Linked DNA regions of Mus musculus: regions 2, 3, 4, 5 and 6 are each linked to region 1. A link is a contact called in public Hi-C and HiChIP or PLAC-seq data. All regions are on one chromosome and are shown on one strand. The core of a region is the stretch at or near the end of the contact, and the rest is flanking DNA. Distances in the headings are between cores, read along the strand shown.

Region 1 (4,298 bases), core at 1,182-3,681:
TCCTCAGGCTCTTTACACTTCTGATTTGTTAAAAGTGTTTAAAATAGAAAAGATCAACATAGAAGAAGAGCAAAAACCTAAGTGAGTTGCTGGCTGGGAATTTACAACTGGCCCCAGGGGAAATCTTTAATGCTTGCTCCCAGGTCGGTGGTTCTCAACTTGTGGGTCTTGACCCCTTTGGGGAGCCCACATATCAGTTATCCTGAATATGGATATTTATGCATGTCTGATATAAATATCAGATATTTATAATACTATCCATAACAGTAGCAAAACTACAGTTGCTAAGTAACAATGAAATAGTTGTATGGTTGGTTCGGGGAGTCACCACCCATGAGAATCTGTATTAAAGGGTCGAAGCATTAGGAAGGCTGAGAACTACTGTCCTATGTAAAGGGGAGCCCCCATTCTGAGTGGCAGCTCTATGTTCCATGCAATGTCCCCACCCCCATCCTCTGGCTGAACTGAGCCCGGGCAGGCAGCTTGAGACCTACCAGGCTTCTTGGCTGGGCTGTTTTCCTTTCCCTCTCAACTATGACCTCTGCCTGGTGGAGGAAGGGAGGAGGGGAGAGGAGAAGACAGTGAGAAAGAGAAACACAGACACAGGGGAGGGGGTGGCTGCTGGGCTGGGCACCAGAAGGCTTCTGTTGGGAAAACACCCTTTGGTTACAGAGGGAGGACAGTATCACCTGATTTATTTATTTAAGCCGGACTTTAAAGGGGATCCAGGTCAGGAGATGCCTCACCCGTTTGAGTGATACACCCAAACGTGACCCAGCATGCCTGCACCCTATGCCTTCCACCCGGAAGTCCCAGGAAAGGCCGTCTCATGCAGGCAGGAAGCTGGGATCTGGATGCGGTTTTTTGGTCCTTAAAGGAACTTTGAATTTTTAAAAGATGAAGGAAAGGGACATTGGATAAAATGTGGCCTTCCCAGAAGGCAAGTCAGCCTGGCAATGGGCACTGTGGCTGAAGGAGACCTTTAACTACCCTTCTGAAGCCTGAGAATGTTTAAGGAGCCACAGAGCTGTGACAGTCCTCTGTGAGTGGGCCTGCTCTCCACAGAGCATTGTTCCAGTGGTGCGTGTTGCATGTCCCCAAAGGTGGAGAGCCCAGGCCTTTGGTGAGGGGGCAAGAAGTGGCATACACAGCTCTTCCAGCTCCTTAGACAGTGGTCTCAACCCGAGGGCCCCACATCGGGGGCCCTCCCCACTGCCCCCAGGAGTGGCTGAGGCTGTAGCAGTCTCTGGCCTCAGGTTCAACTTCAATAAGACCTAGTTAGCCCTTGATCACAGGGCTTCTCTGACAGCCATGCTCAAGCCTGGCCTAGTTGAGCCCGGGTCACCTGGGAATAGGTTCAAAGGCAAGGAAGCTGTAAACCACCTCCAGGCCCCAGCTAGAGCGGCCTGGCGAACAAAGAGACCCCAAGCACTTCAAACGCGCTGGCTGGCGCTCGGCGCTCAGAGTCCAGATGGCAAAGGGCCGGGATCCGTGATGTCTGTTCACCAAGGCCTGGCCCAATGTTCTGCAATCCTGAGCCCTCCTGCCCTGCCCATCAGTGCCCAGGGCAGGGGACTTCAGACAGGTTCAGCCTCTCCCTAGTCTCAGTGTTCTGGGCCCACCACCCGCCTGCAAGTGAAGCACAGTACAGAGGCTGAGGCTGAACCCCAAACCGGGATCCAACACTCAGGGCAAGGTCAGGTAGGCAGGCATGGCGGGCACATGGGCGCTCCCGCAGAGGCTCGCTGTGATGCCTAAGCTATAAAGCATTTAGGGGGCAGGTTCTGAAAACGTGTCCAGGCTGAAGTAGCCCAGAAAATCGGGATTGAAAAAGGATCTCCAACTTGCATACTGGCCCGAGCCGGGCGGCGTCTCTATAGATCCTAGAGGCGAGATCGTGGGGGTGGACATCTCTGCCAACAGGCGAGTATCTGCCCTGCCCCGGGTCGTGGCACTCTGCCTGCACAGCTCCACTCACTGCGGGCAGGATCGCGTTGCAGACGCCGGAGGTCTCAGTGCGCGCCCCAAGAGGCTCCCAGCTGCGTCCTTGGTCCACGGAGCACATCTGGGCTTGGACTTGCCTCCTCCACCCCTCGCAGAGACCCTGAACCCTGGCAGGGCCAAATCTGCTCCAGGAGACTCAGACAAAGGCAGGCACCGTTGAACTTAGAGGTCAGCACCGCTGATTAGCGGCCCGCGCCTGGGGTAGGAGCGCAGGCTGAGCGCGCGGATCTGGCCTCCGAGATGCGGGCCACAGTCAGGGCCGAAAAAAGCGGAGACAAAACTGAAAGTGCCGCCCGGGGGGGGGGGGGGGGGCGGGGGCGGCCGGCGAAGGCCCCAGAATTTGTCCTGCCCCTGGCCACGGTGGCCAATCAGCGCGCCGCCCTCGCTCCTGACAGCTATTTAGCAACCCAGCCGGGATAGAGTTTCCAAAAAAGTTAGAATAACTTCCTCTCCCGGAGACCTCGGTTTTGCACAAGCCGGCCTCGAAATCAGAGCCTTTGAGAGCGACCCGGGAGCCTGTGCTCGGCGGCCGCGGGCTTGGCCAGTGGCGTGCGCTCGGCGCCCCCCAGCCCCACGCGCGCCGGGCGGGCGCCATGGAGGAGGGCTCCAGCTCGCCGGTGTCCCCCGTGGACAGTCTGGGCACCAGTGAGGAAGAGCTGGAGAGGCAGCCCAAGCGCTTCGGCCGGAAGCGGCGCTACAGCAAGAAATCGAGCGAAGATGGCAGCCCGACCCCGGGTAAGCGCGGCAAGAAGGGCAGCCCGAGCGCGCAGTCTTTCGAGGAGCTGCAGAGCCAGCGCATCCTGGCCAACGTGCGCGAGCGCCAGCGCACCCAGTCGCTCAACGAGGCCTTCGCCGCGCTGCGCAAGATCATCCCCACGCTCCCCTCTGACAAGCTCAGCAAGATCCAGACGCTCAAGCTGGCCGCCAGGTACATAGACTTCCTCTACCAGGTTCTCCAGAGCGACGAGATGGACAATAAGATGACCAGCTGCAGCTACGTGGCTCACGAGCGTCTCAGCTACGCCTTCTCCGTGTGGCGCATGGAGGGCGCGTGGTCCATGTCCGCCTCCCACTAGCGCCGCGCCGTGCCATCCACCTCCGGAGCCGCAAGCCAGGGTAGGTGCTGCGTGTGGTGGGCATCCACGACGCACGGGTGGGTGGGCGGACGGGCCAGTGTATCTCTCCTCGTGAAGGTACCTCAGGCAACCGCACAGGGATGGGGTGAGCTTCCTCACCCTGCAAGGGTTGGCGCGACCTGAGAAAACTCTCCTACCCCGGGGGCACGCCCAAGGTCTTTTGCCAAGGGTATCCGTTCGGAATCCACCCGCCTGTGGTTCCCCATCAGGGTCCAAATACACTTATTGGACAAATGGTCACTTTTCATTTTTGGTGGATGGGTATCTGTGGGTGACTCTGTGGGGAGCGGTTGTCAAAACGTCTTCCTTAGGCCAGCGGAGGCCAGGAGATGCGATGCCCGCTGGGTTGTGGCCGACCTGTTGCCTCGCGCTCATTCTATGGAGCTGAGGAGCCCACGCGTGGTACAGACAATCCGCTCTTTCTGATCCGCAGTTCCGGCCCGCGCCTTGGATGCTAGGGCGTTCAAGCCCTAGCCGGCTCAGTACGTAAGATGATGCTGGCCCCTGGCGCGGCAGAGAGGTTTCTGTTCAGCGCTGGGGCTCCAGGTTCACAGAGGAGCAAATCTCTGGGCGCCAAGAATGCAGTAGACCCTTGTCGCCCCAAAAGTATGGAACCCTCAAGCGCCCAGGCCTGGGTGGATGTAGCGGCTTGGAGTCTCTGGCTGCCTGCAAGCAGGTGGATCGTATTTAGAGTTGTGTGCTTAAGTACCACCATCCTTGAACTTGGAAAGACACAGAGGCAAGGGATTCAGGCTGGGTAACAGGTCTGAGTGTGCGGTGGGTGTGGATGAAGAAGCAGTGTGAGCAGGGCCTTGCCTGGGAAGAAGGCAGCTCAGCACAGCTGAGCACCGGATTGGTGTTTCAGAGAGCGTTTATCATGTCCTGCACCCGCTGCTTAGCAGACACATCCCAAATCCCCAGGCAGCCCCAGGGGCAGTATCCTGCAGGCTCTGCTTCCCTGAGGCCTTGCTTAGATCTTCGAGGGGAGCGTGGTATAGAAAATTCTTCCCACTTAATTTTCCTTCGTTTTTCATGCATCTTGTGTGTTTTTTTTTAAATGAAAGTCTCCGCTTAACACAGAAAGAATTTGGATTAATCAAGATTAACATGATTATCCATTGTCCCAAACATCTATTTACACTTTTATAATTTTATAAT
Region 2 (4,298 bases), core at 750-3,249, 230 kb before region 1:
TACTGTGGGGTCTGATCAGTGTCACTGGGGTTGAGGACACTTATTACCACACCTGGCTTTGCATGGGTTCTGGGGACTTTAGGCTCTCCCAACTGTGTTCTCTGTGCTTTATCCACTGAGGCATCTCCCCAGCTCCTCTCGTTCTGTGAGATTTTCTCCAGCTGTTTCTCCAGGTACTTCTGTCTTCCCAACTATGTCCAGTCTGCCTGGCAAGTCAGGCACTGGGTCAAATTCATTGATTTTGACTAAGTTCTTCTCACAGGTCCCCTGTGTTTTTGACTTGAGATGTTCTATACCGGCCTTTCCGTCCCACCAAAGTCTACTCAGCTGGAGATGTTTTAAGTTCCCATTACTCCAAAGCCTTCCTCACATCTTCTGCATTTTGGCATCTTCCCAAAAGAGTATCGGGTCTTAAAGTCCCCACTGGCACAGGTTAGTTTTGTCTGCGTCTGAGTTTTCTAGTAATAGACTGCACTGAACCAGCTCTGCCCATCCTGCCTCTCCACACTGATCTCTACAGCCCCGTATTTTAGTCATCGTTTTGTTGTTGCTGTTGGACATTTGTTTTCTAAATGGGATTGTGACCAGTAGATATGAAAATTAAAAGAAAAGGATTTATTTTTATTTTATGTGTATGGTGTTTTGCCTGCATGTTTATCTATGTACCATGTGTATGCAGCGCCCACAGAGGCCAGAAGAGGGCACAGGATCCCTTGGAACTAGATGTTTGTTAGCTGTTCTGTGGGTGCCAGCAAAGGGAACCTCTCTGTAAGAGCAGCCAGTGCTCTTTACTGCTGGGCCATTTTGCCAGCCCAGGTGGTGGTTTCACCCATGTTGTGCACTGAGGTTGTATTTTGTTTTTGAGCTCTGAATGATGTTACCATCCTTCTTAAAATGTTCCCTTCTGCTCACTACAGGCAGTTAGATTAGTGAGGATCAATTAAACCAAGAAGGTAGTGAGCTAACAAGGCAGTCAAGCGCCTCTGTGTCTTGCTCATCCTTTCTTGCTCTCGATGTTCCCTGGTGCCCTAACCTAATCTCTCCATAGCAGAGAGGCATGGGTAGAATTCTAGGTAGCCTTTTCAGACACTTGACTTTCATTCTCTCTTCCTAGGGCAAACTGGCCATCACCTTGAGGAGGGAAGCAACACAGCGTTGTGCTCAGTTTCATGAACTCCATTTGGCTCTAGTGTGCATAGATCTTGGCTGACTTAACAACTCCGAACTCCATTTTGCTCCCTCAGCACTGAGACAGCTTGTGTCTTCCCTGGAAATCGGCTGAACTTTCCCAACTGGCAGGGGAAGAACAGCGTCTTGAATTGATATTGACATAGCCCTTGCCCAGAGCATGTTTGAGAGAATGAATGGGGTGGGTGTCTGGCACCCACATGGCTGTTCTTCTCATTACCTTTGCCTTGTTAGTGCATTTTTGGAGGATGGAATACATCTTCTAGAACATTGGTATTTGGTCCCTACAATCACCACTCAGGCCTAGGGCTCCCTCAGTTCGAGCTTCCTGGAGTCTATGTGTGATCCACGAGACCCTCAACATATGACCACATGGCTCCTGGGTGTCATGCTCTCTTCCTACCCTATGTGAGCATAGTGACCCCCCGATCGAGAATCTGGAAGCTTCTTAGTGCCTACTGTAGGTGTGGACCTAGCTCCCAGGTCTGTGTTCTCACATCTGGTTCCTAGAACTTCTACCAAACGCACCTCACTCCTGACTCCCACCTCAGCCTCCTGGAGCAGGGATGATAATGTGTCCCCCCTTCCTGTTTCCAACAGCCCAGGGCTTCCTTGCTTCTCAGAGCTTTGTGTCTCTGTCTTGTAAATAGAAATGTTGGCATGGCTCTCTCTCTCTCTCTCTCCTCAGACTCCCTGTTGCTGTGGACTGAACCCTGTTCGTTGAAATCTTGGAAGTGCTGTCCGTCAGTGTGTCTGGATTTGGAGATGGGCCCCGAGGGAGTTGAGGAAGCTAAGTGAGATCATTAGGGTGGACCCTGATCCACCGGGCTGGTGACGTAAGAAAAGGAAGAGACACCAGCGGAGAAGCTGGGTGAGGGCAGAATGGGAGTCAACCGCTGAAGCCAGATGATTGCTCTCACAGGTGGCTGGCCGCATGGCATGATGGTCTTGCACTTCCAGCCCCCAGAGCTGTGAGAGAATAGATTCACATTGCACCATTTGCTGAGTGTGAGGGTATGTTGTTAGGGAAGCCTGGACTGCCACCTCTCACTGAGCACTGACCCCACCCTGAGAGAGTTCCTTCTGCTACCCACTTTACCCTATACTGGGGAGACCACACATGCTTCCCCGGTTTATTTTTTTATTAAGAACATGGCTTTGGTTCATGTATGCCAGGTCAGCTCTCTACCAGTAAGCTACACCACCAACCCTCTTTATTAGGCTCAGGGTCTCACTTAGTTATCATGCTGTAGGCAAATCCATGGTAGCACTTGGCTCAGCCCAGTGTAGCCTTGGGCTATATTAGAAAGCAAGCTGAGCAGGCTGTAGAAGGCAGGTCAGTAAAGGGTGTTCCTCTATGGCTTCTGCTTCAGTGTCTGCCCTGAGTTCCTGTCTTGGTTCCCCTAATGAAGGACTGTGATCCAGACATGGAAGCCAAATGGACCCTTTGCTCCCCAGGGAGTGTATGTGTGTGTATACACATGCATACATACATTTATGTGTATACATACACACATATGTACATATGTGCATGTATATGTATATTTACATAGACATGCACATATGTACATATGTATATGTATATATGTATTTATATTTCATATTTAGCATGTATACATCATAGCCCTCTAATCCATATACCCCATACCCTCTACACTCTACCCCCACAATCATGCACACTACAAACATTCATCAAGTCCCATATCCTCCCCAATCCATATCATATGTGCCATATACACAATGTTCTCCATACTCTTGACAGTTTCCCTTACATACACTTTGCATGCCCTGTATATACACACCATAAGCCACACCAATCTCTCTCTCTCTTTCTCTCTCTCTCTCTCTCTCTCTCACACACACACACATACACACACACACACTGTACATACACATGTGGGATTTATCACAATTACTATACCACACTATACCCACCAAGGTTACTCACTCCTACATCACACATAACATTTACTATAACAATATATACCATATGTACTAAATACAAAACATAGCCCACACACCACATACTATATGCTCTGAATATCCTACAGCTACATATAATGATCACTCCTCACTTATATACCATAAATAGCATAAACAACCCCACAACCCCCATTCCCCAACATATATCACATTTGCTTCTGAAATTACCATATTCTCATACCATATATCACATATATCATATACCACACACCAGTGAATATAAACATCATGTAGCATATATATTCACCCATATTACATATACCATATAACATACTGACTTACTCATACCACACACACCAATTTCACATGCCATATATACCACACACATACCATTCCACACATACTGTATGTGTACTACATACCCTATATGACACACACATTCATTCTATATCACATTACATATATCACACATCTTGTATAACCCACATACACACACCCTACACCACACTCTCATTTGTCCAACTCCTTACACAAGCATACCCAAACCTATGTGTATATTCCCGAACGTTGTTTTCATTGCTAGAATCTTGGGTATGGGGACTGGGGATGGAGCCTGGTCTCCTACACCTCCCTTTCCATGCAGGAGTGCCCATTGCTGAAGGACTCGGTAGGTTCTTATGGTGTGTTGACAGTGTCTTCCAGTGGCTGTGCTGGTGCTAACCTGGGTTACCCATGAGCATGGTAGATGATGCTATCTTAGGGCTGAGTGGGACTTAAATCAGCCTGCTGCCCTGAGGAGAGCAAGGAGATGGTGGGGGTTGGTCTGGAGCTGAGACACAGACACATTTTTTTTCTTTTTTTTTTTTTTTTTTTGTATCTCCAGTGAGTCGGGTAGCAGCTGCATGAAGCTGGTTTGATTGTACAGATGCTGTTGGAGCTGGTAGGGGAGGCAGTGTGTCCTGTCCTTCTGGACAGACAATGGAAGTGTCTTGCTGGGGTTTGTTGTTTGCTCTGCAGAGTAGGGATGCTCAGTCACACACCGGATGGACTCTGACTCTCTTGGATTCTAATGTTCTGGGGCCTGTGGACCTCAAGGGACGCCTAATCCTCATAATAGAGGTGACCTTTGGATACTAGGATTTTTCCAGAACAACATAGAAAGTTGGACTTGAGGGAGGGTGGACAGA
Region 3 (4,298 bases), core at 1,119-3,618, 200 kb before region 1:
CCTCAGATATTTGAAGGTGAAGGGACAGAGTACTTCGGGGGGGGGCGTTGTGTATTCTTGGTCACAGGAAGATCTCTTGGCAAGACGGGGTGGAGGCAGGCCTTCACGGGCAGGGCGGGTGGTCCGTGGTGCGTTTGATGTGATGGTGGTGATGTTGTGAGCTTTCTAACACAGCGGTAAAATTCCAAGACTGCTCGCTCTCAGGGAGGAAAGGCAGCTGGTGGTAGAAGGAACTCTTTTTTTTCTCAGGAAGCTACCAGAGAAAGGAAGAGTAGGTGACAAGCCCAATATCCCTTTAAAAGATGCCTCCATGATGACTTAGCCTCTTCCCCAAAGGCCACACCTCCAAGGGCTTTCATTGTCTCCCAGAAGCGCTACAGGATGGAGGTGGGCAAACCTTAAGCACACGGACTTTCAGGGGACATTCAAAGTCCAAACCATAGCAGTGGTGATGATAGAGAAGGTAAAGGAGGCTGATGATGGTAGAGATGCTTACAGTTTTCATGGAGAGGTTGATGCTGATACAGAGGATTGTGTGGGTGACTTTTTTGTTGTTGTTGTTTTGTTTTGTCTTTTGAGGTAGGGTTTCTCTTTGTAGCTGTCCTAGAACTTGCTCTGTAGATCAGTCTGGCCTTGAGCTCAGAGACCCACCTGCCTCTGCCTCCCGAGCACTGGGATTATAAGTGTGTGCCACCACACCTGGCTTGACAGCTGTGAACTTCAACATCCTTTATATTCACATTATCTTGGCAGGGCATAAACACTAATTTCTTTTAAAATATTTTTATGTATATTCATTTATGTGTACGTAAGGGGGCATGCACATCCCACGGTGCATATGTAGAGGTCAGAGGGCTATTTGTTGGGGTTGGTTTCCTTCTACCACGTGGGGCCCAGGGATGGAACTCCAGTCATCAGGCTTGGTGGCAAGTGCTTTTATGTGCTGCACCATCTTTATGTTCTACAGACATTTGTCCCTATGTCCAGCTTCTACTGGCATGGGCTCTCTGGAAAACGCTCAGCTGTTACCACATTCAGCACTGAATGAGGCTAAGAAAACACGTGGTGTCTGCTGGCCAGAGACAGAGTTGGAACTTGACACAGACCTCCCCAGCCTAGGACTCCATCTCCTTCATCTGGAGTGTTAGCATCTTCCTGTAGACCAAAGACACCTGGGAAAGCGTGACTGTAGCCCCCTGCACTCGGGCTTGGGACCTGAACCATGTGGGGCGAGGAATAACACAGAGGTCAGAGAGTGTTCTGCAGGAAGCTCTGTGCCTTGTGTCCTCTCCTCCCTTAGTGATTTCCCAGGATCCTCTTCTGGCTTTTGTGTCTCTTTTTACTTTTTCCCCAGCTCTGAAATACAGATGCTTCCCTGAACTCTTAGTCCCCAGACTGCTCCACAGGTGCTGTGGTTCTAAGCCTCAGCCTCCAGCTTGACGGAGCATCCTGATGGCCCAACGCTGCAGTTTTGTCTCCGCCTTCTCAGAGCTCCCCTCTTGCAGTCACACTATCCTTCCCCTCCCTGATGCCACCCCCTACCTTGGAACCTTGTTCTGGAGGGACTCTCTGGCCATCACCTGAGCATTGAACCCCAGGTCCTCTGCAGCTTCAGGGCTGTCCTCATGCCCCATGCCCTCTGCATTAGCACCTGGCACTCAGTGTGATTGGTTTCTTACCCTTTGTGTTGCCCCTGTGCTCTGCTCATGACCCTATAGGGCTTCTGCCGTCTTAAGATGGTATCTGATCTCTGCCACTGGTCTCTCCATTACTCTTGGGTTTTTCATATCTTTCCCGCTGGAGTTTACAGTCTGATTCAACACCCAGACTGTGTCCTTGGCTTGGAATGACTTTCCCTTTCCTTCACGGAGAAACTCCACTCCTTCATTCTGGCCCAGGAAGGGCATCAGTCTGCAAGGTATTTGCCCAATTCTCTCTGGGGTGCCACATTCCTGCTTGCCCTTCCCTCTGTTTCTCTGATGGCTGGGACCCTCCTCTTTGCCTCTCCCCCAGGGTCTCTGTGACAGTCTGTAACAACACTAGTGATAGGGCTTTAACAACACTAGTGATGTCCCTTCCTTTTGGTGCTCCGAAGGATGCTCAGGGCACTTGCTGGGTGTAGCAGAGCTGGGATCATCATCATTCAACAAGCATGTGTTGTGAGCCTCTGTCTCCAGCCAAGTGTGCAAGCCCAAAGCCTGCAGGCAAATGGCAGGAGGGTGGTGGGCTAACACACTGCTGGGGACTCTGCACCTTGGGCTTGAGTGAGTGAAGCTTGGCCAAGGGCCTGCAACCCCAGCTGCTCAGGGCAGGGCACACAGGCTGCTCTGCTGCTGCACTGAGGTGTCATGGACACCAGAGGGCTTGGCAAGAGTCAAGTCTCAGCCTGTTGGCAGCAACCACTGTTGAGAGGAGCACGCGGCTCTCTCTGTGTGAGCCCAGGTCTGTGGGGACAGGAGAGGGAGCTGCTGAGCAGCTCCCGGGGTGCCTGCTTTCTCTCATCAAAGGCTCAGCTGGGTAGCAAGGGCACAGGGACTAAGATGGAGGCTGGCTGGGTGAAGCCAGCATCAGTATTAGGCAACAGCCCCAGATCCCTTTGTTTCTATGCTCCTTCCAAAGTGGCAAAAGATCAAGGCCCCAAGCTTGAAATAACAAAAGGGAAATCGCTTGCAGACTGTGCATCTGGAGGCCAGAAGGACTGCGAGAGCTGTGCACAGAGGGATGGGGGAGGGGCAGGGTCTGGACCTGATTCATAAACTTTCCTGAGCTCCCATGGCCTGGCAGTATGGGCCGAGGTTGGCCCGGTATAGCTCCTTCCACTCGCAGTGGGGCACGGTTGCAACACCTTGCCCCTGGGCTTTGGGATCCTGTTGTTGGCTGGGTCTGTGTGCAGTGTCATTGTCAACCTCCCCAGGTCCCAAATGCTTGATTTGGGTCACATCCTGGGGCTGAGGTTAATGAAGATCTACTGCAGATCTCTGCAGCCTAGCTGGTGACATGTATAGACACCTGTCCATGATTACCAGGGGCCTGAGGAAAGCCAGTTTATAGAGCCCTGTGGGCTTGCCTTGCTGACAGACAATAGGGCTTCCTCCTGGGGCAAGGGTGTTATACACAGGGCACCACACCTGGGCCCTGAGTCAGAGTGTGGGCCTCATAAGGACTGACTTCAGTGAACTTAGCCCACCTGCTAGTTTGTCCTGGGGTTAGGACTTTCAGAGGACTTTACCCAGCATCAGGGCTGAAGCATTCTCTGCAGAAGTGGGGAGAGCTGGGGTTTCTTGTCTATACGCCATAGTTTGGATCACTCAGAAGTCAGCCAGCATGACTATGGAGGACATCCAGGTGGCAGCTGACACTCACACATTGCTGTCACTGACAAGAGACTTGGCTTCCAGGCCTGGCACACCTGGTTCCATCCCATGCTTGGCCCAGGTGGGTTTTCTGTCCTTGTCAGAAACAGCTGGGGTTGGGAGCTGATGAATGGGTTGTCTGAGGTCACACAGCTGGCCAATAAGAGCTTCGAATCTAAGCCTCCTGACAACCAACTGTGGCACTTTCCAGAATCCTTGTCTCCTGAGACCTCAAGCAGTCCAAGCCCTTTCTCAGAAAGCCATCTTTCTAAAATGCTGTTTGGGTCCCATCACTTTGCACTTTAAAAGCTGGCAGTAGCCCTGGTCTTTAGAGGTTCTTTTGGAGACTGGGTGACAGTCGACCAGGGTTCTGTAGAAGTTCATGGATCAGCCCTCAGTGAGACATGGCAGAGGCAGGCTGTTCATTGGCCATGTGTGTCTTGTCAGCTGTCCGGGGTCCTGGGTGTGTCTCCTTAGGGCTCAGGCACTGGGTGGACCCTGATTGTACGATATTCTAGCCAGACCACCAGTAGGAGGCGCTGCTGTGGGGGTGAGGGTGGGTGGGTGGGTGGAGAGAGGTGGGGCTTCTCTGACGCTGTTTCAACTATTGCTGGTGAGGATAAGACTGGGCAGGATAAAGCTGCAAGTCAGGCAAGTGGAGGGAGCACTTGCTGAGATTTCTAGGGACACCTGTTTCAGACCCAGACTGCATCCTGCCTCCCTCCCTTAGGTTGGATCTGGCATTCTGAGGCCTCCTTAAGCCTCTATTTTCAGAGCTTTGGGAAGTAGAGCCTCATTTCCTGGTTTATTTTCTCATTTTAGCGGGATTTGCATCAGGGGTTATACACTCCTTAGTCTGCCACAGTGAAACAGAAGTCAACTGACTGTTAATGTCAGGGGAAAGATGCAGTGTAAGTGAGCACCCGTTCAGATGCATTTACACAG
Region 4 (4,298 bases), core at 1,260-3,759, 170 kb before region 1:
GGGTAGCTCAACACTACCTGTCTGTGGAGACCTACAGAGGGTGACTTCTCTCTGTTTGAAGATTCACTCCTGAGTGCAGGAGACAAAAACTGGCTTCTGCAGGGCTGTCCTCCTTTGGCCTCTGGAGATTAGCCTGACTCCCTACACTTAGCCCTACTGCACACTACACATCACGAAACCCAGGCCTGGATTCCTTCTATGGGCTCTGATCTTCCTGGAACCTAGAGTTTGGAAAGCAGCCTTTCTTCATCCATGGAGGGGAAAGAAATGGATAGGAGCAAAGCCACGCTCCTCAGCTCCAGTGAGCGCATCTCCACCTCCCTCTTGGCGCCTCGATTTCCCTGTCTGCCCATGGAAGGAATGAACAGTCTCTGCTTTCCCCACTGTGCCTACATCAAAGATGCAATAAAACTACAGGCAGAAAGCTTTGGAAGTCACGAGGAGCTTTCAAAGCCTCCCCGAGCCTTGCTGGAACTGAGGCCGCTTAGACAGGAAGTGGGAGGCATCTGCTTCACCTAATTCTTTGATGATTAAACATGACAGCCCGCGTGACAGAAGTGACACAGCACAGGTGCTCAGTTATAACAACGCTTCGAATGCTGTCACATCTCCAAGACAGCGTTTGGTGTGTAAAACTTTCTCATATACACATAGGAAGAAAAAGTATAAAACACACACTTAAGCAAAAAAAATTTAAAACTATGTTAAACACGAGATAATCTATCCTTGACATCTTGTCTTAGCTCATTTTAGAGATTATTTATAAAATATCACATACTTATTTGTACGAAAATCAGATCAACACATATTTTGCACCATTATTTTTAGCAAATGCCCAGAATTTAACTCTTATACTTTTGGTTGTGAGCCTAGCCTTTAGTAGCTGAGCCATCTCTCCAGCCTTAGAATCTAACTCTTTATTATTAAATACTTAATTTTTTTAAAGTTCTTTTCTGGCCTGGTGTGGGGACACACCCTATATTCTTAGCATACACTCTAAGCCAGGAGTAGCAAGAGTTCCAGGGCAGTCTGAGCTACAAAACCAAGTCTGAACAACAAAAACACTTCTCAAAAATAAACAAAGGATAACAAGTCTTTTGTTTCAGCTTTAATTCTGATAGGTACAGGTGCAGCCAAGTCCCTATAGTTTAATCAGGTGAAACAACCAGCAGGAGGCAGAGAGGATGTGTTATACCAAGTGTTTCTTTTATATGTTGCAAAACCCCAAGACATCAAATCTACCCCATGCCTATTTTTAAGTACATGGCCCAGAGATGTTAGGTTTCCATCCCCCAAGGAGCATCCACCTCCCCTAACCCTCCATCGACAGAGTTCTTTGTCCCAACATTTGGAGGCTTTGAACTTGTTGGGCAATGCCCCCTTCCTGCCTTACCCTCCCCAGCTACCCTTTGGCGATCTTTGTGGATTGACTTGCACTGCAGACCCAGCTTGAGGGGCATCTTGCAGCGATCGCCTGTGTGGATGGCTTCATTGAGCACAACGCCCTCTAGATCCTGTTAGAGGTTGTCACCATGTCCTCCTTTTCAAGGTTGAGTGACTGTCCACAATGCATGCCTACTACACAGTGTATCCATTCACTGGACAGGTAGCTTATCCCTCATTCTGCTGTTGGTGATAACGCTGTTGAGCTGGGTGTGCCGGGCTCAAAGCCCTGTTCTGTTCTTTGGGTGAATGTCCAGATGCAGGGTTGCTGGAACACAGTGACACTCACTATATTTAACTCTGGGGACTGACCTGCTGTTCTCAGTAGCTACTCTGATGTTCATTCCTGGAGTAGCGCACACGCCTTTGTTATCTCCCCATCCTGGTCAACACTGGATGTTTTCTGTGTTTGGATAAGTAGCCCCCTAGTGTGCACAGTGGCATTTTTTTAAAATAAAAATAAACCATCAAGCAATACATCAGACCCCCACCCCCCAGAGCTCCCAGGGACTAAACCACCAATCAGAGAGTACACATTTATTAACCCATGGCTCCAGCTGCATATGTAGCAGAGGATGGCATTGTTGGGCATCAAGGCCCTTGGTCTTGTGAAGGCTCGATGACCCAGTGTAGGGGAATGCCAGGATGGGGAAGCAGGAGTGGGTGGATGGGTGGGGATCATCCTCATAGAAGTAGGGGAAGAGGGGAGGAGATAGGGGGTTTTCAGAGGTGAAACCAGGAAAGAGGATAACATTTGAAATGCAAATAAAGAAAATAATTTAAAAAAAGAAATGTCATACTGTGCACTGTTACTAGCAAGTGTCAGAATTTATTATTATTATTATGTGCATGTGAGAATTTTCCCTATATCTCTGTGTACCATGTGTGTACCCTGTGCCTGGGGGATCCCCAGTTTCCTGCAGTTTCAGATAGTTTTGAGCTGCCACGAGGGTGCGGGGAACCGAATTCAGGTCTTCTGGAAGACCAGCCAGTGCTCTTAACTGCTGAGTCCATGTGTTTCATACCACAGGCATGAGCTTGAAGTGCAGGCAGGCAGGCAGAGAGAAGGGGGAGATGGCACCTTCTCAAGGCAAGTAGACAATAACTGTGTTTTGATTTTGAGCCTGAGTTATATTACTCAAAGGACTTAATTTACGAGGGTTAAAGATTAAACAAAGTTCGGAAATTAAATAAAAATGTATGAGCCGATTTATTTGGTTTTCTTATCTTAAAGAATTTCCTTTTGCAAATGACGTTGTCAGGTGGTTTTACGAGGTGCGCTCTCTAATGTAGGGGTGGGAGGAGCGCTAACATGGCCAAGTTCAAGGCTCCAGCCACTCTGGTCCTCAGGCAGCACAGCTTGTTTTTAATACCCATGCTGACATGCGAAAAGACCCTGGCGAGACAAGGCCTCTCTGCACTGTGACTGTGACTCACAGTACTTCCCTGTGATGTGCCCCCCCCCCCCCCAAGAACAGTCTTTTTTTTTTTTTTTTACATATTTTATTTTTAATTAGCATACAAAGTGACAGGCTCACTCACAGCATTTTCACATGTATGCTAGGGTTTCCTCTGCCTGGTCCTCAGGGCTCCCTCTCTGCCTGTAGTCTCTTCCCCAGCTCTCTTCCCTGACCATTTTCTCATCACGCACGAAGAACAGCAATTGTTTAAGTTACTGAGAGTCTAATATAATCGCATCTTATCTTAATACCTTGATTTTTCACCCACACCCCCTCCCTCACCACCTTTTCCATCTTGCTTTATGACCAGAGGCTTGTAGGGACATCAAATTGTCTGTCAGTCTACTGTGGGCTCTGTCTTCCCCAGGTCAGCACCCAGTGACTTTATGAACCGTTGACTCCAGAACCAGGCGTTGCTTTGTTGGGACCGATGCTTGTGCGGTCGAAGAGTGTGGAGGAAGTGTTTCACGGTTGGGTGGTGTGATGGTTGATGGTGGTTGTCAGATTGACACAAGCTAGAATCATCGGGAATGAGAGTCTCAGTGAGGGATCCTGTAGATCAGATGAGCCTGCAGGCATCTCTCTCTGTGTGTGTGTGTGTGTGTGTGTGTGTGTGTGTGTGTGTGTATGTGTGACTGTCTTGATTGCCTTAAGGCAAAGGGTCAAGACCCCCCCCCCGGGGGGGGGGGATTGAACCACCCTTTCACAGGGCCGCCTAAGACCATTGGAAATATCAGATATTTACATTGTGATTCATAGCAGTAGCAGAATTACAGTTATGAAGTGGCAACGAAAATAATTTTATGGATGGGGGGTCACCACAACATGAGGAACTGTAATAAAGGAAGGCTGAAAATGCTGCTCTAGATGGCCGTGGTATGTGCTGCAGCCCCAGATGACATCAGTTGGGCTCTTGCAGGGGACTCCTGTTTGGTCTTGCTCACCGTCCTTGCTTCCAGAAAGCATTGGATCCTATTTTAAAGACTCACGACACTTCAATGAAATGTTGCATATATTATACAGCATACAAATAACTATTTTACTACAGTTAGAAGAATTCAGAAAGTTATAAAAGGTCGGGGAGTTCCACTCTTGGCTGGCACTGGTGATGACTTGACTCCTACTAAGACCAGAGATTTCCTGTTGGAATGAGAGCAACCCCTTCTCCAAAGGGACCACTTGGCTTCGTTCATACCTAGAAAGGCACCGTTGGCCTAGGAGAGCTGCAGCGTCCCCTACAGGACCCTCTCCTCACAAATGTGAGCTAGAGGTTGAGTAGGGGGTGGAAAAGGTGCTGGGTTCACCTGGGGTAAAGTGCGGGTACCTGGGCAAACATCACTCGTTCTTGTCCCCACTCTCAGACTCCTGATTGCCTTCTTCATTAAAATAACAAGG
Region 5 (4,298 bases), core at 1,175-3,674, 140 kb after region 1:
AGGCCCTACCTGCCTGGCAAAGACTCAGTTACTCTACTCCTGACCAGAGACACTAGCCTGCCAGCCCTGCAAGACTGTATGTAGTTGCTGTCTTACTCTCGCTTGTGACACTTGTGTGGGTGGCTCATGCACGTCACTGGAGACTTCTGAATAATTTACTGTTCTGTAGAGCTTGGCTGGAGATGGGTACATTCAGTAAGCATCTCTAAGTATCTGCTTTGAGTCATCACCATCTTCCCCTAAGACATGCAGTTTTATTTGTAGATTCCTGGGGTTGGGGGTTGAGGTTGCAGGAAGTTAAGGACCTGCTTCAACAGCACTTTTTCCTGGTGTGTGTGTGTGTGTGTCCTAGAGTCTCATTCTCAATACCTCCTCATGAAAAAGCATTTGAGACTCCCTTCCTTTCCATTGGCCATTAGCAGAAAACATGGCTAGCTCAGTAGTGCTAGCTTCCTGCTGATCTGATTCTGAACCTGAACTGAGGCTCTGTGCTCAGCCCTCTAAGTGATCTTAGCCTCCTGTTCTGCTCCTCTGGGAATTACTCTATTGTCTTGTTGGTTCGAGTACCCAAGTACCAAGGTACCTGCCTAATATGGTCAGGGCTGTACTTCCAGCTGGTCTTTCTCCTGAGTATCACATCAAACTTCCTTCACTACGTGGTCACAGCTCTGGCTGTCTCTTCTTGCCTTCTTCAGTGTGAAACAATCAGCTGTAGGCTGAGCCCCCTGCCTTCCCTGAAGCTCAGGAATTCAGATGGATCCTTCATGCGTGCCTCTTCCCCATTTCCTTCTCTGCTGCATCCTAGCTTTTTTGAGCTCAGCCTCTCCATGTTGTTTTCCCTGCTGTCTCCTAGTTACCCTGCCTTTGGCATGCCCTGTCCTTTCACACTATCTAGCCCCTTCTCCTCTCTTGGGATATACATGGGATGACACCAAGATGTGCAAGAGTCTTCCACTGAGCCACTGACACCTGCCCAGAGCCCATGTCTCTGAATTCCAGTTCCTAGCTTCCTACAGTAGGGTCAGGATCTGCAGTATGCTGTGGGGAACCTAGGCCAGGCTGCCATCCCTAGGCTTCCTGGAGCATTGAGCACAGTTGCTAGCTGCCACTATGTCAGGGCTCTGAGCCTACCCATGAGCATCTGGCATCCTCAATAACCTTAGACCAGGAGTCACACAGTAGGAAAGTATCCTGTGTGCTCTCTTTCATCTTTCCCATAAGGGAAAATGTCTAAAGGTAAATGTTGTGGAGACCTATGTATAAATGGAAATCTTGGAAAATAATGCCAATTAGTCTGGTGGCCTTTTCACATTTAGGATTTCAGGGAAGTCAGTGGGAGCAAGCTTTGCTGGCCAGGCAGGGCTGGGGACACGTGTGGCTGACTGCTGCCTCTGACCCGCCTCCTTAAGTACCTGCTCTCTATTTGAGTTTAGATGGTTTTCTCTCATGACAGCTACAATGGAGGGCAGGGAGGTTTGGCAACCATGAGACTGGGGAGTGGGGGCTGGGGGGTGAGGCTCAGTGCTTGGTTGATGTACTCAGGGCCTGATGGAAAGACTTGGCTAAGGTGTACACCTACTTTCTCTGATGAAGGAACACCCCACTGATGGCATGGGTCAGAGCTGTAGCAAGGCATAACTAGCAGGGTTTCTCTTATAATAGTGTCCACAGAAGGTTGAGGGAGGAATATGCATTTGGTTCCAGAAGCTTAAAAGCTGTACATAGTGAGGCAGCAGTTTCACTCTTCTCTCCTACCCTGTGCTTTCTAGAGTGAAACTTGCAGAGCACACCACACAGAACATGCATTTAACTTTGAGTCTGGTATTGTGTGCAATTCTGACAAGAACCTTCAAGAGCAATCCTGATCTCTGTGTCACATGGGCCAACCCTGGGCTGGCAGGTGTTGGCAAACCAGGTCAGAGAGGGTCTTCCTTAAGAGCCATCTAGTCCCTGGCCTACATGGTGGGGACAGCAGTTTCATAAGCCCAGAAGAGCAGGTGCAGCAGGCGCCGCAGATCGCAGAGCTGCTGACCCACTTGCCACTCTAATCCTGAAGCCGAGGGGCTCCTATGTGACACAGGCTCCAGGATCTGTGTGGTGTGCTCCTTACTCCTGGTTCTTTCCTTCCTAGCACCTAAACAGCACCCATAGGGGATCAATGTGAGTAAGATCTATGAAGCAAGAATCACATACATAAATTAGGTAACAGATATACATACCAGCCAGAGAGGCCTAGACTAGTGGTTCTCAACCTATGGGTCGTGACCCTTCTGCGGGGGGTGGGGGTAGGGGGAGGGCTGAATGGCCCTTTCACAGGGGCCACTTATGACCATCGGAAAACAGATTTACATTATGATTCATAACAGTAGCAAAGTTACAGTTATGAAGTAGCAATGAGTAACTTTATGGTTGGGGGGGGGGAGGTCACCACAATCTGAGGAACTGCATAAAAGAGTTCCTTTAATAGGGCATTAGGAAGGTTGAGAACCATTGGCCTAGACAGATTCAGATTTGGGAATTCTTCAATGAAGGTTATGTGTCAGTTTTACCACAAGCATTTGGGGCTCCCAGGGTTATGTGACATCACCTTCATTCTAACCTGAAGCTCATTCCAACTGGGTCTCTGTTGTGTGCAGCTATAAACACAAGGAGCTAGGAATGTCAACAAGGGGTCTTCATCAACATAGCAGGAGGGAACTCACATGGTGCTCACTGTACTTTAACCCTCAAAAACTTTATGTGACTGACCCACTGAAGACTACTGTGCAGGCCAATGTCCCCAACTCTGCCTGGCAGTACTAGTGGGGCAGTGCAGAACCCGAATCTAAGCATTGCTCCTGAGTCACAGGATATATGATAGCTGAGTAAAGAGGTCCCAGCCCAGCCCTAAGCTGAAAGCTCGGCTTGTGCATGCTGACTCCACCCAAGCCTGCAGACAAGCTCCCATAGACACCGGACCACACTGGAGAGCTGAGGAGCAGCATGAGGCCTGGCCAGCACGTTATCCTCCACACGAGTGAAACAGGAAGGGAGAACGTGCTGCAGCGAGTGCCTCTGTGTCCTGGCCCCGCTCTGTGTCCCTTCTGCTCATCTCTTAGCCAAGGTCAGACATCCTACCCGGGCTGGGATACAGCTGTAGCCCCGTGCTGGGTGAACTGCCCCTCAGATGGGAGGTGGCTGGCCTCTGCCGTCTGAGCTCTGTGCAGCGGCCTGGTGCCTGTGGTGAGCACACTCTGCAGGGCCAGGACCGCTCCATACCTCGTTTCCCAGCAGAGCAGACACGCAGGCTTCAGAAGCATCACAGATGGCTGTCAGGTCATGGCCTCCCTCAAGGGCCAGCACAAGCCGGCCACCAGCTAAGCCCATCAGCTGTTTTGTCAAGTACCCAAAACCTGCAAAGGCAGAGGGACACGTTGAGTGGAGCGCGCCAGATACTCCCCTCAACATCCCTAATAAACACAGGAGCTGGGTATCATCTTCAGTAACTGAGGCTCGCTTAACATGCTTATTAGTTTGGCTTTTGGATTGTATCTTCATCCGACTGACTGAATTTTGGTTTCAGTGCTGTATCTTCCCCATCTAAGGCTTTGCACTCCCTGCCTTCCTGGGCATCTGATATGCTGTGTACATACATATGCAAGTGGAAGGCAGCATGCCCATGTCAATGCTGTGTGTGGCACGGAGCTTTCCCACATTCATGTCTGGGCATCTGCTTCCATCTAGGGTCACAGTCTTCCCTGTTTTCAGTCAACACCCAGCACATCACTTGCTGGTCATGGGGTTGCTATGCATAGCCAGATAGGCTGATGCAGGTTAGGCACTAGGAAAGCCCTAGTAACCAGCCCACTCACCAGACCAGATTCAGGTCCAATGTCTCTGATGGAAACATTGATACTGGCTTTGGGGTTACAGAGACTGTGGTACAAAGAGTACTCTCTGCCCCTGTAGGACCCCACTGCAGGAGCAATGACAGCAGGAGAGAGGCACTGACATCCCAAAGGCTACCTCTAGTCTCATTATTCCTTTGCTGGGTCCACATCTACCACAGTAAAGCAGAGAGACTGACTGTTCTCTGTGATTAGATGCACTGATGGGCAGAGAGGAGAGGATGCCAGGACCTTGACCGAAGAAGGCATTTGTGCATGGTTTCAGGACCCTAGGCTTCCTGTTGCTTCTGCTCAGCATGGTTGGGTGACACAATTAGGCCTCCGTGTGACCCAAGGTGCTACAGATAGACAGGTGACAGCCAGCCAGGTCACTGTGTGACCCAAAGTGCTACAGCCCAGAGGCTTTCCTTA
Region 6 (4,298 bases), core at 1,164-3,663, 140 kb before region 1:
TGTAACTGTAAACTACCATATGAACCAAATCCAGAAAGACAAATATACTGCCACACCTTCTCCCACATGTGGAATGTATAGGTGTATGTGTATGTGTGTGTGTGTGTGTGTGTGTGTGTGTGTGTGTGTGTGTATGTGCAGGTGCAGGTGCAGGTGCAGGTGCATGTGTATGTGTACACACTGTGGTGCTTTGAATGAGAAGGTCCTCCCCTGTACTCATATAGTTGAATACTTGGTCCTCAGGGGTCAATGGGCATACATATATACATACACACACATATATACATGTCTACATATACACATACACACATACATGCATACACATACATACATACAAATACACACGCACATACAAACATACATATATACATACATACACATACAAATACACACACATACAAACATATATATACACACATTACACACACATACACATATACATACACACATACACACGTACATACATACATACATATATACACACATACATACATACATGCATGCATAATACATTCATACATGCATACATACCTACATACATCCATCTGCCCATCCTTGGAGGTTGTCAAAGATGAAAATAAGGTGAGTTGAAGTACAACCGCAACAGTTCTAAAAGGAATCATGAGCGAAACCAAACTACAGTCAAGAGAAAGAGTAATAATGACCAAAACAGAAAGCCATCAGGAAGGGGAAATGGCAGTGGGACTGATGGGTAAATATAACAGGTAATTTACTAAGAGTCAGTGTAGCATACAATTCACTAAATAGTCTTTTAGTAGTTAAATATTTTAAATATCAGTGTATTTCACAATAAAGTGAAATATTCATAATGAAAAATTTTCTTTAAGCATATAATATACTTAAACAATATTCACTTTTCTCTTCTGTCCCTCAAAGGGCCCCTTCCCCATCCCAAATATTTCCCCTCCTGGATTCATGTCGTTTGTGTGTGTGTGTAATTTTCTATTGTTGTATCAAAAAATACAACCAAAGCAGTTGATAGAAGAAAGTCCTTAGTTGGTCTTATAGTTGCTGTTAGTTGGGCTAACATACCTCTGTGTTCTTGGGTTTTACATATATGGACTCGAGCCAATGTAGTTTGAAGATACTTGAAAAAAGTTGTGTCTGTTCTGGATCTACACAGGCATTCCCTTGACATCACTCCCTGAGCAACAGGCTGCACCATCTGTCTACATACTTGCCTGGTCATAGGAATTTTGAGTCATTGAGAGAGAGATGGGCCAAGGAATGCAGGAAGGTGTGTATAGGTCTTATGCAAATACTGTGCCATAAGCGGCTCAGATGTATATGAGCAGAGTCTGGAGACAACAGGCTGTCTACAGCTTACCTGCTTAACAAACACAAACAGCCCCTCTCTCTCCTTTCTCTCTTACACACATACACTCACATACATATATACAACATACCATCCATTCACACACACACACACACAATATGATGTATGTACGATGTATGTATATGTATACACACACACACACACACACAGCACATGAGACCGCCAAAGTCTTCCTCTCTGTAGTTGGTCAGGAGGCCACAGCCGGTGTCTCCTTTCCTTTCTCCTGTCTGCTCTGTGCTCCACATTCTGTGCTAAGACCCCAGCAGAGGCTTCTCAGTAGTGGAGAGGTGTGGGCCCACTGGTGGAATGTTCGAGACTTTCCTTCAGTGACTGTACTCTTGCTCTTGGCTTTCACAGCTAGGGTGGAAGTACTTGGAAGCATGTGGTGCACCCTACTTTTCAGACATGGCTCCTCACCCAGCTGGAGGATCTGGCTGCTTCCCCAGTGAGGTCAGGCTGGCACCTATGGCTACACATCTGGACACGCAGATGTATGAAGATAGAGTCTCCAGACTTTATATTAATTACTCTGAGCTGGGAAGCCTGGGTACCAAAGCTTAGGTGGGCCTGGGAGTAAGGTGCTAGGCTATTAGAGAGCCCTCCTCAGCTGTCTCTTCCTCTTTTCTCCACAAGGTCATGGACACTGAGGAGATGTGGGCACTAACCTCCTCCAGCCCAGCTATTGCTTCTGGCTATGCCTTATACTCCACCATCCACTGGGGAATTGCCAACTTAGGAAATCTGTTGTCCTCAAGGGGGACTTAGCCCTTTGCCTGTGGGAGAGGACCTCCTCAGATGGCCCTTGGGGTCAGGAAACTGAACTGTCTTATTCTGCTTGTGAGGTGTGTGAGGAGGCCCCTGGCAAGCAGAGGGGACTTGCAAAGAAGGAAACAGGACCTAGAGAGAGATGGGCCTGAGGTCCGTTATGCCTCCAGAAGACAGTGCTGCCTGCTGCATTCCCATCATGGAGAGGGTGGACCTGAGGTAGCTTCTGCAGGGTTAGCAGTACATGAACTTCTCCTGTGGGCGCCTTTCAACTGAACTGTGTGCCTGCATGCTGCAGTCTATCTGCTTTGCAAACACCCACTTCCCTTTCAGTTTGCTTCATTGTGTACAGATGCGCGCGCGCATGCGCGCGCGCGAGCACACACACACACACACACACACACACACACACACACACACGAGGATGAGTCATGCCTTAAGTGTTCTGAAAGTCAAAGAAGAGAAAATGAACAGATGCCTTGCAGGAGGTCCAGGCCCGGTATTGTTTTCATCAAAATGAAGACAAAGGAGGAAACACAGAAACCTAGGGTTTTAAGAGAAAATCTTCATGGCAGGTGACTCCATGACCTTCCTAATCCTCTGGCTCCCACACTGGGAAAGGCCTCCCAAGGGGCCTGGAGGAGGAGCCCAGAAGAGTCAGAGGCCAAGACAGGGGTGTGATTAAATAAAGGTGTGTGTGGAGGTGGGGGGGGGCAGGCAAAGGGTTGGAAGGGCATGGTCTGGAAAGTGAGAAGACCCTCTCACTGAAATTACACGATTCAACTATCACTTTATTGATCAGGAAAAAAAAAGCTACAGATAATTTTTTTTCCATTTTTTATTAGGTATTTATCTCATTTACATTTCCAATGCTATACCAAAAGTCCCCCATACCCACCCACCCCCACTCCCCTACCCACCCACTCCCCCTTTTTGGCCCTGGCGTTCCCCTTTACTGGGGCATATAAAGTTTGCGTGTCCAATGGGCCTCTCTTTCCAGTGATGGCCGACTAGGCCATCTTTTGATACATATGCAGCTAGAGTCAAGAGCTCCGGGGTACTGGTTAGTTCATAATGTTGTTCCACCTATAGGGTTGCAGATCCCTTTAGCTCCTTGGGTACTTTCTCTAGCTCCTCCATTGGGAGCCCTGTGATCCATCCATTAGCTGACTGTGAGCATCCACTTCTGTGTTTGCTAGGCCCCGGCATAGTCTCACAAGAGACAGCTACATCTGGGTCCTTTCGATAAAATCTTGCTAGTATATGCAATGGTGTCAGCGTTTGGATGCTGATTATGGGGTGGATCCCTGGATATGGCAGTCTCTACATGGTCCATCCTTTCATCTCAGCTCCAAACTTTGTCTTTGTAACTCCTTCCATGGGTGTTTTGTTCCCAATTCTAAGGAGGGGCATAGTGTCCACACTTCAGTCTTCATTCTTCTTGAGTTTCATGTGTTTAGCAAATTGTATCTTATATCTTGGGTATCCTAGGTTTGGGGCTAATATCCACTTATCAGTGAGTACATATTGTGTGAGTTCCTTTGTGAATGTGTTACCTCACGCAGGATGATGCCCTCCAGGTCCATCCATTTGCCTAGGAATTTCATAAATTCATTCTTTTTAATAGCTGAGTAGTACTCCATTGTGTAGATGTACCACATTTTCTGTATCCATTCCTCTGTTGAGGGGCATCTGGGTTCTTTCCAGCTTCTGGCTATTATAAATAAGGCTGCTATGAACATAGTGGAGCATGTGTCCTTCTTACCAGTTGGGGCATCTTCTGGATATATGCCCAGGAGAGGTATTGCTGGATCCTCCGGTACTACTATGTCCAATTTTCTGAGGAACCGCCAGACTGATTTCCAGAGTGGTTGTACAAGCCTGCAATCCCACCAACAATGGAGGAGTGTTCCTCTTTCTCCACATCCACGCAAGCATCTGCTGTCACCTGAATTTTTGATCTTAGCCATTCTGACTGGTGTGAGGTGGAATCTCAGGGTTGTTTTGATTTGCATTTCCCTGATGATTAAGGATGTTGAACATTTTTTCAGGTGCTTCTCTGCCATTCGGTATTCCTCAGGTGAGAATTCTTTGTTCAGTTCTGAGCCCCATTTTTTAATGGGGTTATTTGATTTTCTGAAGTCCACCTTCTTGAGTTCTTTATATATGTTGGATA

Evidence for each region. A called contact is a pair of places that touch in the nucleus more often than the background predicts. HiChIP or PLAC-seq counts read pairs in DNA pulled down with a chosen protein or histone mark.
Region 2: a contact with region 1 is called in an HNF4G HiChIP or PLAC-seq map of pancreatic cancer cells. The contact joins the enhancer-like site here to the promoter of Twist2 in region 1. A contact is called at or near these places in 15 of 39 promoter capture datasets (the 3T3-L1 cell line, 3T3-L1-derived adipocytes, the SN4741 cell line and 10 more), 2 of 15 datasets of contacts at CTCF or cohesin (the NIH/3T3 cell line and stem cell-derived epiblast-like cells), 18 of 484 Hi-C or Micro-C datasets (the 3T3-L1 cell line, the C2C12 cell line, the HL-1 cell line and 6 more), 12 of 115 datasets of contacts at active chromatin or transcription factors (the NIH/3T3 cell line, craniofacial prominence, embryonic fibroblasts and 9 more) and 2 of 9 other capture datasets (adipose tissue and embryonic stem cells).
Region 3: a contact with region 1 is called in a Hi-C map of uterus, with 4 times the contacts expected there. The contact joins the enhancer-like site here to the promoter of Twist2 in region 1. A contact is called at or near these places in 6 of 39 promoter capture datasets (the 3T3-L1 cell line, cranial neural crest, embryonic stem cells and 2 more), 8 of 484 Hi-C or Micro-C datasets (the N1E-115 cell line, embryonic fibroblasts, embryonic stem cells and 2 more), 10 of 115 datasets of contacts at active chromatin or transcription factors (the NIH/3T3 cell line, bone marrow-derived macrophages, craniofacial prominence and 4 more) and 1 of 9 other capture datasets (adipose tissue).
Region 4: an HNF4G HiChIP or PLAC-seq map of pancreatic cancer cells shows a contact between it and region 1. The contact joins the enhancer-like site here to the promoter of Twist2 in region 1. A contact is called at or near these places in 1 of 39 promoter capture datasets (cranial neural crest), 3 of 484 Hi-C or Micro-C datasets (embryonic stem cells, liver and nephron progenitors) and 4 of 115 datasets of contacts at active chromatin or transcription factors (double positive thymocytes, embryonic limb bud, embryonic stem cells and 1 more).
Region 5: a contact with region 1 is called in an HNF4G HiChIP or PLAC-seq map of pancreatic cancer cells. The contact joins the enhancer-like site here to the promoter of Twist2 in region 1. A contact is called at or near these places in 4 of 39 promoter capture datasets (the 3T3-L1 cell line, 3T3-L1-derived adipocytes and cranial neural crest), 10 of 484 Hi-C or Micro-C datasets (adipose-derived mesenchymal stem cells, cerebral cortex, cortical neurons and 4 more), 2 of 115 datasets of contacts at active chromatin or transcription factors (pancreatic cancer cells and vascular smooth muscle cells) and 2 of 9 other capture datasets (adipose tissue and pancreatic islet).
Region 6: an HNF4G HiChIP or PLAC-seq map of pancreatic cancer cells shows a contact between it and region 1. The contact joins the enhancer-like site here to the promoter of Twist2 in region 1. A contact is called at or near these places in 7 of 39 promoter capture datasets (the 3T3-L1 cell line, the SN4741 cell line, cranial neural crest and 4 more), 3 of 484 Hi-C or Micro-C datasets (the MC38 cell line, nephron progenitors and uterus) and 1 of 115 datasets of contacts at active chromatin or transcription factors (pancreatic cancer cells).

What each region holds. Positions count from the first base shown.
Region 1 is chr1:91,799,030-91,803,327 of GRCm38.p6, forward strand. Twist2 (twist basic helix-loop-helix transcription factor 2) reads left to right here and starts at 2,432. Exons shown (of 2, transcript NM_007855.3): 1 at 2,432-3,120. The coding sequence starts at 2,598. The coding sequence ends at 3,080.
Region 2 is chr1:91,573,697-91,577,994 of GRCm38.p6, forward strand. No RefSeq gene overlaps it. Among named protein-coding and RNA genes, the nearest start is that of Asb1, 35 kb to the left of the region's middle. Within about 2 kb of position 2,000, at least 5 of the 459 cell types and tissues checked have an H3K27ac peak or open chromatin away from gene starts, as enhancers often do. A contact at or near this core is called in the C2C12 cell line, the HL-1 cell line and pancreatic cancer cells, where this site is marked.
Region 3 is chr1:91,598,458-91,602,755 of GRCm38.p6, forward strand. No RefSeq gene overlaps it. Among named protein-coding and RNA genes, the nearest start is that of Gm28380, 11 kb to the right of the region's middle. Within about 2 kb of position 2,369, at least 47 of the 459 cell types and tissues checked have an H3K27ac peak or open chromatin away from gene starts, as enhancers often do. A contact at or near this core is called in pancreatic cancer cells, second pharyngeal arch cranial neural crest and uterus, where this site is marked.
Region 4 is chr1:91,625,787-91,630,084 of GRCm38.p6, forward strand. No RefSeq gene overlaps it. Among named protein-coding and RNA genes, the nearest start is that of Gm28380, 17 kb to the left of the region's middle. Within about 2 kb of position 2,510, at least 4 of the 459 cell types and tissues checked have an H3K27ac peak or open chromatin away from gene starts, as enhancers often do. A contact at or near this core is called in pancreatic cancer cells, where this site is marked.
Region 5 is chr1:91,942,642-91,946,939 of GRCm38.p6, forward strand. It overlaps Hdac4 (histone deacetylase 4), which reads right to left. Exons shown (of 27, transcript NM_207225.2): 24 at 3,259-3,392. Among named protein-coding and RNA genes, the nearest start is that of Gm46242, 65 kb to the left of the region's middle. Within about 2 kb of position 2,425, at least 15 of the 459 cell types and tissues checked have an H3K27ac peak or open chromatin away from gene starts, as enhancers often do. A contact at or near this core is called in pancreatic cancer cells, where this site is marked.
Region 6 is chr1:91,662,293-91,666,590 of GRCm38.p6, forward strand. No RefSeq gene overlaps it. Among named protein-coding and RNA genes, the nearest start is that of Gm28380, 53 kb to the left of the region's middle. Within about 2 kb of position 2,414, at least 19 of the 459 cell types and tissues checked have an H3K27ac peak or open chromatin away from gene starts, as enhancers often do. A contact at or near this core is called in pancreatic cancer cells and uterus, where this site is marked.